2 separate regions of the Mus musculus genome follow, and region 1 is linked to region 2. A link is a contact called in public HiChIP or PLAC-seq data. All regions are on one chromosome and are shown on one strand. Each heading gives the region's core, a stretch centred on a gene start, on an enhancer-like site or on the middle of the called end of the contact. The rest is flanking DNA. Distances are from core to core; before and after follow the strand shown. Region 1 holds the start of Ifi203 (interferon activated gene 203). Region 2 holds the start of Ifi204 (interferon activated gene 204).

The links. HiChIP or PLAC-seq counts read pairs in DNA pulled down with a chosen protein or histone mark.
Region 1: a BATF HiChIP or PLAC-seq map of CD8 T cells shows a contact between it and region 2, with 5 read pairs. The contact joins the promoter of Ifi203 here to the promoter of Ifi204 in region 2. A contact is called at or near these places in 1 of 39 promoter capture datasets (macrophages), 1 of 115 datasets of contacts at active chromatin or transcription factors (CD8 T cells) and 1 of 9 other capture datasets (adipose tissue).

Annotation. Positions count from the first base shown.
Region 1 is chr1:173,939,944-173,945,371 of GRCm38.p6, forward strand. It overlaps Ifi203 (interferon activated gene 203), which reads right to left and starts at 2,549. Exons shown (of 10, transcript NM_001302649.1): 1 at 2,512-2,549; 2 at 2,287-2,351.
Region 2 is chr1:173,762,229-173,768,320 of GRCm38.p6, forward strand. Ifi204 (interferon activated gene 204) reads right to left here and starts at 4,691. Exons shown (of 9, transcript NM_008329.2): 1 at 4,583-4,691.

The DNA.
Region 1 (5,428 bases), core at 1,299-3,798, 180 kb after region 2:
GGATTAATCACTATCCTTCTGAGAATGTATCAAGAATAGGACCACAACTATTTCACACAAAAATGATATGTAAGCAATAGAAATTAAATTTATACTTTTATCTATATAGGTTACTATATATATATATATATATATATATATATATATATATATATATATATATCCCAAAATCTTCCATAACGATATAGATGTCACATCCTTGAGTCATAGAATACAGGAAAATCAGTTTAACTGACCCAGAAGCTACATTCTAACTATGCACACTTTGTTGTGCACACTATGCAGAGGAACACAATCAGCAATCTTACCCTTCTGCTCAGAAATACTTTATAAAGAGGGGGAAGAAAAATTCTAGTAGTCAGGGGTGGCAGATGACTACAGGGGCACAGTGTTTGCCAAACTCCACTGGGAAGTAGCACATGTGAGCTCAAAACAGTTGTGAAGCATCCTGAGCCTTGTGCACGTTTATGCAAGACAAAAATCACAGAAGGAAGTTAGGAGGGGAGTGGGCATTGGACACTAAGTCCCATAACGAGCTAAGGAAGTTTTGACACTTGATAGCTGCTGAGGAAAAAAAGAACCATTCTTATTAAAGGCATATGAGGCCTCTATTTGGTTGAACAGAAACTGTCCTTGATGGGTTTAAAAAACAAAAGGAAATACCGAGTTTAGTGGGTAGGGTAGACAGTATGTCCCTGGAAGGGATTATGGAAGGGGGTAGAGGGTGAATATAAGCAAAATGCACTTATCAAAGAAAATACGGTTCTCCTATAATGAAAATTTCAAACTTGAGTAGGTGCACCTAAAAGGAAGTACATCACCAACGTTGACGGACAGATGGAAGAGAACATAAAGAACATCACAGGTGAAATAACAGTAGCAGAAGCAAAACAAAACTCTGCTGATTGCCACTCTACCCGGGGGGACCTAACCAGTCCAATGACAAGGTCTGCCAATTGTTATTTAAGAAATTTACCTATAGGTTGTTCATAAAAGATTCCCCAACAGTGGAGAAATCTAAAATTAAATTCTCTAGAAACTAAAGAACATCCTATTTATCTACATTAGTGGAGCTTTAATAGAACCGAAGGCAAAACTATTATTAAATACCACAGAAAGATAAACTCTCCCATCTTAGAAGAACGTAGTTTTAACTATGGATTTATCAGTTAATAATAGTGCATGTTCTTCGTCATTATTTCACAGCTCTATTGAAACATGAATATATCTTCACACAAGTACACGTATCCATGCACATACATATACATCACATACATTCAATATCTGTGAGAGCACACAAATCTGTAAATTTTTTAAAAAGATAAAAAGGAGAACCCACAGGTTTACAGTTAATATGACAGTGTAGTCATTACTAAGTTAGTAGGGTAAAAAGATCTGGAAAAATTTGGAAAGTTTGAGCAGGATAACTGAGAAACTTAGCAAGATAGGTCTAATCCAGGTACAAATCTCAAATTGACATTTAAATTACAAAGTTTGAGTACACACGGAGTCCTATGCCAGAGGATACAGAAAGCCTTTAAAATATCCTAAAAGTAGACAAAATAGACAACAGAAATGATTGTATTTAACTGACCTTCATAGTCCCTATATTTTATGACAACAAAATAAAAACAAAAATAAATAAAATTTAGCCTATCACAAAGAATAACTTTCATGATGACAAAAAGTTTCTCTCAGTGACTAAATACTATTCTTACTCCCTTTTTTGAAGGGGAGAGAAAGAAAGAGTTACATATGCATATTGAAACAGGAAGTATTTGAATAACTGTATTTGTGATTCTTAGGAAAGTTTTACTGCACATGTCCACTAGTTCTCATGCTGTCTAATATTAAAATAAGACCAGATGATGAAGCTCATTGTTCAAATGCATGTTTTCACTGAATATTATATCACAGTAAATTTTTATATCACTAACCTGTCTTTTACTCAGTCCAGCCACCAGATTCCCGTGCACCGCCCAGCCCAGGCTACTGAAGCCTTCTTGTTTTCCATTTATTGACTTTATACTTAGGAAGCTAATTTTATAACCTGCACTAATCAAAGCTCATGTTTTCTTACCACAAGCTCGAGGGATGGAGAAAGAAAGATGCTGTCATCTTCCTGAATGTGGTATCAGAACCTGTTGCAGCAGGTTCACTGCCCTGCTGGCAGCTGAACAATCTGTGCTCTCCCCACCAGCCACTGGGAAGAACCACACTGATCCCCTATGTTCTTGTGGGTTTCATGGAGCTATCTCTTCTATATATAAAAGGGGAGAGACTTACCTCAGTGAAATTTCTCAGCAATGTTCAGATGATAAATCTTCAGCAAGTCAGGAAATGGGGTTTCTCTGTTTTGAGTAGAAAGAGAAATGACTCAAAAAAGTACACCAGAATGCATTGCAATCTCATTAAATGCTGAGAAAATGTAGTATTTACAAAATAACAGGGAGGGGGGCAAGAGAACTGGTTAAAGTAAGTTCCTAGCTTGAGCAGGGCTGGATGTCTTACAGTGTGCTGTCTTCCTGGGGAGACTTAAGATGAAATTGGGCTCCTCCCAGCACTGTTCATAGCTTTCGATTTCCCCAGCTCTTAAAATAGAGCACTTTATTTCCTGTTATTAATGTAATTTCTAGAAAGAAGCATACACACACACACACACAGGAGAGAGAGAAATTGCAACACTGCATGTTTTATGTCTAGTAGACTTACAAGTGGGTCACTAGGAATCACTCTCATCTGAAAGAAGATGAATCACAAGGAGATACAAGCGAGTCACTCAGCCACCTCACCCTTCTTTGTTTGTTCAATATGAAAGTGGTCAGAGGGGAGCTCCTCAGAGTCTGTTGTTCCTTGGAATTGATGAAGCCTGCTACCTTAGCTGTAATACTTTTGTTTCATGCCTGCCAGCTTGTTTGACACAAAAGCAGCTTGACTGTAGGCACAGCCAGTAATGGGGAATGCCAGGGCCAGGAAGCCAGTGTGGGTTGGTTGATGAGCAGATGGAGGGAGGAGGGGATAGGGAGTCTTCAGTGGGGAAACCAGGAAAGGGGATAACATCCTAAATGTAAATAAAGAAAACATCTAATAAAAAGAAAAAGAAAAAAGAAGATAAAAACATTTTAAAATTAAAAGAAAAAGTTTGACTGAAAGAAAGGTCAAGTTGACCATATTCTGAGGCTTAAATAGTCGTCATCATCATCAGAAATTACCAATCCATAGCCTTCACTCAGAGCAAAGAAAGATAGAGGACAGCTTGAAAAAAAAAAGACTTGGAAAAAGGTTGACCACCCTACAGCCCTCCCCTCACCCGCTTATGAGCTCATTATGATTTTCTGCCTATATAAACTGACCCTGGAAAATAGCTCTTGTATCTGAGCTGAGCCCCTGTTCAATCAGTCTTAGGGTGTGTGTTCAATAAACCAGCCCTGTTTAACTGAGATCCGTTTCTGGGTGCTTTGTGCTGTGATCTGCAGACCACAACAGTACTTGCTTGAACATTTCCTGAATAGGGAAATATCTGTGATGGATCACTTTTGGTTTAAGCACTTTCCAAAGCATCCATTCATTCATTAGTGGTTCCTAGGCCATATTTTCCCAGAGCATAGTGTTATGAGAAACATACAACTGCAACCTCAGCTTAAAAAAAAAAAAGTAATTGGGCAGTAACTGCCCTCTGTACTATAGCTTCACTGTCCTCTATAAGTGATTAAGAAAATGACCCCTGAGAGATTTTTAATGGGAAAAGACAGCAGATTGTGGGCTATGTAGTGCCAGCAGATGAAGCCTTGGAAACTCAAGGAAAAAAGCTGAACATCTGGTAGCTTCAGAGCTTAAAGCAGTGTTTGACTGACTGTTTCTTCCTTTGTAGGATAGTGGATGGTGTCTGTACTACTGTTATAGTGAGACATGGGGGAAAAGGACACCAACTACTACTGGATGCTTTATAGGAAGCTTTAAAGTCAATATAAAAACAGTGCGATTCCAGGGATACCATCACTCATCTGGCAGGGTCCACAGATTTACTTGGGTAGAAAATCATCGAGGTTTGCTTTCCAAGTGCTGGTGTTTGGCAGCTCTTGGAAACCCATGAAATTGGAAAGCCTCTTGTCTTCTTTTAACTTCTTCAAGTTCTTTTATTGTTTTAAAGTTTTCATTGTGCAAATCTTTTCCTTCTTTGGTTACTTTCATTCCAAAATATTGTATGTTTTTAGGATTTTAAAAATAGGATTGTTTACTTATTTTTATTCTTGACATGTTTGTCATTTTTTATTAGGTATTTTCTTCATTTACATTTCCAATGCTATTCCAAAAGTCCCCCATACCCTCCCCCACCCACTCTTTTACCCACCTACTCCCACTTCTTGGCCCTGCCATTCCCCTGTACTGAGGCATATAAAGTTAAATTGGATTTTTATTTATTTACATTTCAAATGTTATCCCCTTTTCCGGTTTCCCCTTGAGAAACTCCCTATCTATCCCTAACTTGACTCTCTCTGCTTCTATGAGGGTGCTCTCACCCACACACTCCTGCCTCCTCGCCCTGGCATTCCCCTACACTGGGGCATCAACCCTTCACAGGACCAAGAGCCTCTCTTCCCATTGATGCCCAACAAAGGCCATCCTCTGCTACATATGCAGCTGGAGCCATGGGTCCCCCCATGTGTACTTTTTTGGTTGGTGGTTTAGTCCCTGGTAGCCAGAGGGGATCTGGTTGGTTGATATTGTTGTTGTTCCCATGGGGTTGGAAAATACTTCACCTCTTTCAGAACTTCCTTCATTGGGGTGCCTGTGCTCAGTCCAATGGTTGGCTGTGAGAATCCATCTCTGTATTTGTCAGCTCTGGCAGAGCCTCTCAGGAGACAGCTATACCAGCCTCCTGTCAGCAAGCACTTTGGCATCCACAATAGTGTTTGGGTTTGGTGTCTTACATGGGATGGATCCCCAGGTAGGGCAGTCTCTTGATGGCCTTTCCTGTCCCCCATTGCTAAACACCGCTGTTCAAATTCCTTTTCCTTTGTATATCATCCCTCTCTCCTCCCATACCTGATCCTGTCCCCCTTCCCCTCTCCTCTTCCTCTTGTCCTCTCAAGTCCCTTCCACACTCTTATCCCATGAGTACTTTGCTCCTCCTCCTAAAAAGTACTGAGGCATCCACACTTTGGTCCTCCTTCTTCTTGAGCTTCATATGATCTGTGAATTGTATCTTGGGTATCCTGAGCTTCTGGGCTAATATCCATTTATCAGTGACTGCAGACCATGTGTGTTCTTTTGTGACTGGGTTATCTCACTCAGGATATTTTCTAGTTCCATCCATTTGCTAAGAATTTCATGAAGTCGTTGTTTTTAATAGATGAGTAGTACTCCATTATGTAAATGGAGCACACTTTCTGTATCCATTTTTCTGAGGGCATCTGAGTTGTTTCCA
Region 2 (6,092 bases), core at 3,441-5,940:
TGTCTGTCTTTCAGATCCTAACTCCTTGTACCTACTATGGCTCTATTGGTTTCTTTTCTTGTCACTAAGATAAGAATATCTGCCAGAATTAACATATGGGAAGAATGTTTATTTTGCCTTACAGTCTCTCAGTGGGTAATTTTTAGTGCCTGGGACCCAGTCTTTGACCATAAAGCCTGTTAAATTTCTACAAATACAGTTGAATAAGAGTGTTTAAGTTAGAACCCAGGAGACTATAATCCTCTAGTTCTGGGTCTATGTTCCTACATCTGCCATGTAGGTTCTAGGCTCTATGGCTTCACAATCTCCCAAAACAGCATTGACAGCTGTTTCCTAAGTGTTGAAATGCTTGAGCTATGGAGAGAATTTTATATTCAAATCATGGTAATGACTAATGTGACAAATGAGGAAATGGGTTCAGTCTCTCTCTCACATTATATATGGGAACCTCCAGCCACAGCCCTGTATCCCCTTTCCCATTATGTCTTCCATAAAATCTGTAAGTAGTCTCATCTTTTCCCTAGGATTGGTTAGTATATTTTCAGTCCTCATTGCCCCATTAAACTGTTACTTTATAGAACTTTTTCTGACTCTATCCTGCAGAATCAAATGTTTATTGACGGGGAACATTTCAACACTTGTTCCATCTTTATCCTTCTGTGCTCAGTATCTTTATATTGGTACCTTTAGAGAGCCACACATTTGTGGCAGTTCTGGGGTATATAATGAAGCCCAGAAGTAGAGGGATCTTTACAGAATAGAGGAGAATATTTGTAAGAGGTAAATTCATATTGATATTGCAAATATTAATGACAATTGGCATTGTAAATATGACAAATAACATTATAAATACATGGAGCACAAAAGATGAAAGGATGGAAAGAAGGAAGAAAGGATAATGAATAAAGATGGCTACTCAAAACCCCACAAACAATGCAATGCAAAAGGGGGCCAAAGAACTAAACAACCAAATGAGAGGCATCCTTAGCAATACAGTCTTAGTATGCAGTTATGTTGGCTCACCAAGTGCTTTGGCAATAGCCTGTGGTTTTTGTTTGTTTGGTTTTGGTTTTTTTGAGACTTCTGGGGCCTCATTGGCCAATATCTTATAGGGAGGGAATCTCACATTGTAACTGTGGTTCTCATTTAATAATCCATTTTCTCTAACAGTGACATTGTCCACCCACACAAGGCAATTCTGTTCAAATATTTTTATGGTATATTTTTTAAATTATCTTACTAACTTGTGGGTTTCTATATGCTTTCTCATAAATCCTTAGTTGTGATTACCCCACATGTTACTTCTTTCCCTTGTTTGCATTCCTATTTGAGCCTTCCTTCATTTCACATGTATCAAGTTATACCTGTAACTCTTTTCTTAGTTCTTTTGTTAAATAGCATATTTCCGTGTAGCTTTTCATATATCCTTCCATAACAAATCAAGTCGTTCATAATTCTAGTACAGATTCAGGTGGCAGTCTTTTGTTCCTAGCATTTACTGAGGAGCTATTAGCAGATGGTAATTGTTGGGAGAAGGAAAAAAAATCATTGTTTCTGAAAGGTGAGCCCAAGGTAGAAATCTCAAGCTCCAGTGAATGATCCCATCTCTACACACATGGGATCAGTAGCAATTGGATGTGGGCTATCTTACACATACATACATACATACATACATACATACATACATACATACATACAGAAAAGCAGATTTGTGGTTGGGTGGGGGATGTATTGGGGGAAGATAAAGCAATGAGATGATGTATGTTATGAAGTGAATTGATACTTCACTTTAAACCTGTATTAAATAAAGGAATAGATAAACAATTTAAAATTACTAAATATAAACTCATGAAAATGGTTAATTTTTTTCTAACCATCAGAGAAAGTAAAATAAAAATTATATAAAATGTTAAATAATAGCTATACTGATGTATAATGTTATATATACTTATAATGTTTATTGTTACACAGATAAATAAATTCTGTAAAGGATTCACAGAAACAGAAAATATAGCACATTGTTTGAAAAAAATATAACGTAGCACACCTATTATAGAAAAAATATAGAAATCCCTTAAATATAAAAAGCACAACTAGTGTATTCTACTTCTTCAAAGGAAATGAAACAGGTATACACAGAGACAATTACACTTGTATATTTATTTCATCACTATTCACGATAGTTGAAATACAGAGTAAGGTAAGTATCTTTTAGTGGATGAGTTATAAAGAAAATGAGAACTCAGGTACCATGGTACATGCATGAAAGTCCAGTCCTGTAGAAGTAGAAATAGCAGGATCAGGAGCACATGACTGTTCTCAATTGTGAGAGTCTACTCCAAACATAAATGAAACACACACACACACACACACACACACACACACACACACACACACACACACACACCACGCATGCTAAGTATACATTAAAAGGTCATAAAGTAGAGTCTGCTGTGCAAGCCTTATGGCCTGAGATTAGATCCTTGGAACTTTTGTTTTTGTTCTTGTTTTGTTTTTTTGAGACATGGTTTCTCTGTGTAGTCCCAGCTGTCTTGGAACTCACTCTGTAGACCAGGCTGGCCTAGAACTCAGAAATTCGCCTGCCTCTGCTTCCCAAGTGCTGGGATTAAAGGTGTGCGCCACCACACCCAGCTACCTGGAACTTTTATAAAGAAACAACTCCCCAATGTTGTCCTGTGGTTTCCACATACATATTGCGATTTGTATATAATTTCTCACATCTTCCCCCAAAACACACATCAAGTATTCATTAGCCATTCAAAGCAATGAATTTCTGTCATTTGAAGTTTGATTGAATTTGACTGAAACGGGTGATAAGTATGTTAAGTAAAACATGGCAGGTACAGGAAGAGAAACATCTCATGTTTCATTTATTTACAAAAATAAACTTTGTACAAGAATGAAACGGGATAGTGGTCAGTAGGGATGACAAGAGGCAGCAGCACTGGAAAAATGAAGACGTTCAGTAAAGGACATCAAAACTCAGCACAGGTCTCATCCCAAAATAGGAAATCCTAACACATACAATTATTGATTGTTGAAGACAAGGAAATGTTTGTTACTTGGACTAGACTACTACACATTGTAAGTGCAAATTGGCTTTATAATGTGCCATATAAAAATCTTTAAGCTAGAAAAATTAATAAGTCATTTAAACTAAAAATGTAAAAGTATACAGCATTTAGAAGGCAGGGATTGGCAGAAATCTCTGAATTTGAGGCCATCCTGGACTACATAGTCATTTCTAAGCCAATCAATGCTACATAGTGGGACCTTGTCTAAAAAACAAAAGCAAAATAGATCAAAACAAAAAAAAAGCAAAAAATGATACAATTTTTAAAGTGGTTTAGAAAAATACAATACCTTCGAATTGCTGACAAAATACTATTTGATGGATTTAAACATATTAGAAAAATTTGATGCTGAAAGAGCAATTTAAAGGCACCAAAATTCTCTGCTAATATAGGTAAGGACCATCCAAGAAACATCATAAAGCCTGGAGGTTCACTACTTAACAATGAAAGATTTCAACCCAAGAAAAGTGAAACAATTTTAATTATATAATTACCAAATAATAACAAATTTTAGTTTTACAACATTACTCCCAGGACATTAAATAGTACTATGTAGTAAAATACAAAATTAATTGTAGACATTAAAGAGGGTCATGGCAGTGGGTGTCTATGATTCAAGGCCCCAGAGTCTGAGGGAAAGACAGAAGCTGAGGCAGAGGCAAGAGGACTGTAAGTTTGAGGCTGGCCTCAGCTATGTGCCAAGTTATTGGAAACCAGGCTTGGATAATGAAATTATTCTTTAAACAGAACCATTAACAAGCAATAATATGTATTTAAACAGGTATGATATTGTCTATGACTATGGTTTAAAATTTATGCATATCTCAACTACTAAAATTTAGGCAAAACAGGATAAAAAAATTAGAAAAATTACAGAAGAAATTAGTGACAGTGAACAAGTTTAACTTTCCTCATTAGTATTCACCTCCATCATGGCATGAAGAAGAGAGTATGGCAAATATTGTCTCTAACATCTGATATAGAAGGGAGCTAAGAGGAGAGCTAAACATAAAAATGTCCACAGTCTATTTAAATAACTGTGTTAACAAAAGTGGGACATTTTTCTCTACAGGCTAATGAGAGTTCTCAAGTTTTATATGAATCTCAGTTTTGTATATTCACAAAACTGGAAAGTGTGGTTTTCATTTAACATGATTTTAGTTATCAATATTTTTTGTTTCTGTCTTGTCTTTTACACAGTCCTTCACCACAAACACCTTACTCCCATGTCTTCTCTAGTGAAGATAAATGAAGAACAGTGATAAACACTAACTCATGAAAAGTCATAGGAATAGAGGAGGCATCTTTATTCTGTCATCGGCTGTCTTCCTAGTGAAGCATCGGAAACCAGCTACAGCAGGTTCAAGGCTGTGAGTGCAGCTGGCACCAGCCTTGGTCCTCCACCATTCAACACTGATTTTTTTCTATGGTCTTTTATATTTCACAGATAGATCTGATCACATGTTTAAGAAACAAACAGAACTCACCTTCCTGGATATTTCTGCAGTGATGTACAGATCCTGAGACCTTCACCGGGTCAAGAAGTGGCCTGCTTGGCTTGAGTAGGTAGGCAGCTAAGTCAGTAAATAAGAAACTGAACAGTTGGGTGTAAAGGAAGATGGTAGTGATTACAACACTCTCAGAGTTGTTTCATTTCTTGAACAGCACTGGCTGTCTCTCCCTGTGCTGTCTCCCTTGGGTGAGAAGTGCTGAATCAGCCAGGCCTCCTCCCAGTTTCGTTCATAGCTTTCAATTTCCCTGGCTTTGGAAACATCTTAACTTCCTGTAAACACTGTGGTCACTATGAAAAAAAAAATCACAGCTTAGTCAGGCTCACATTCTTTTCTGATGAATCTCACTAAATAAGAAAGCCCTAACCTTACAACTTTTGTAGCAAACGGATGTACACTGGCCACTAGACACAAAATTCACATACATGGTACAACCAGATCAAGGTGTTAAAACTAGCTGACCAAGGTTCTGCTCTACTTAGATAGGAGTCCTGGACAGCTAAGGTGGAGTTTTTTTTATTGTAGTAAAGTACTCAAGGCCCAGGGAAGAGTCTAATACGCTCAGGGTTTATAAGTATCAAGCCCTTCGGAAGCCAGAGAATTGTGGTTTTGAGGTTTTGCACAGACAGGCTGGTCTCCAGTTGAGCTGAGGTCTGAACTCCAAAGGGTGATAATTCAGCTACATGACACAGTAGGCATTCCCTTATGCTGCTGGAACTCTGGCTCCTACCTAAGTTACCTCCCCCCACAGACCCCACAAGAGAAGCATGGGTAGAAGTCATGTAGGCAATGGCCCAAGCTTCTGACCTTCAGGCTAAACTCCTCCCCAGTTACCTAGCAACAGTAAAGACCATAAAAAGGGCTGTTCAGCCCCTGTTTGCTATCTTACTTGTCTCTTCTCTTACTCCTTTGTTCTCTTAACTCTCACTTCTCTCACTCTTCTCTCCTCTTTCCTTTCTCTTTGTCTTCTCCTCTCCTCTCTCTCTCTTACTCTCTTTCTCTCTAGCCTTCTCTCTCTCTCTCTCTCTCTCTCTCTCTCTCTCTCTCTCTCTCCTTCCCTATTCTCTCTCTCCCTCCTCTCTCTCTCTTTTTCTAGCTTCTCTGTTATACCCCTACATTTCTATAATAAAGCTCTAAAACCATAAAGAGTCTCTGCTCATCAAAATCTGCTACCCTCACTCTCGCAAGTTTTGGGAACCTCTCTTCTGCCATCCTTCCCTCCTATAACCATAGTGGCTTTAGCAAAGTAGCTCAAGGGATCCCAGGTAGGGCTGCCCCTTGGCCACCCCCTGAAGAGTGGGTCAGAGGTTTGAATGCCCACCCAGGGCTGAGTGGAAAGTGTATGGCAGCTCTCCCACACCTGACAGACCAGAGAATAGGTAAAACTCTGGGGGTGTGGGTTTTCTCTTCCCCCTCTTCCCCTGGGCCCCCTTTTTAGTTCCCAACAGCTTGTGGTTCTGGGATTTAACCACCAACTGCCAACAAG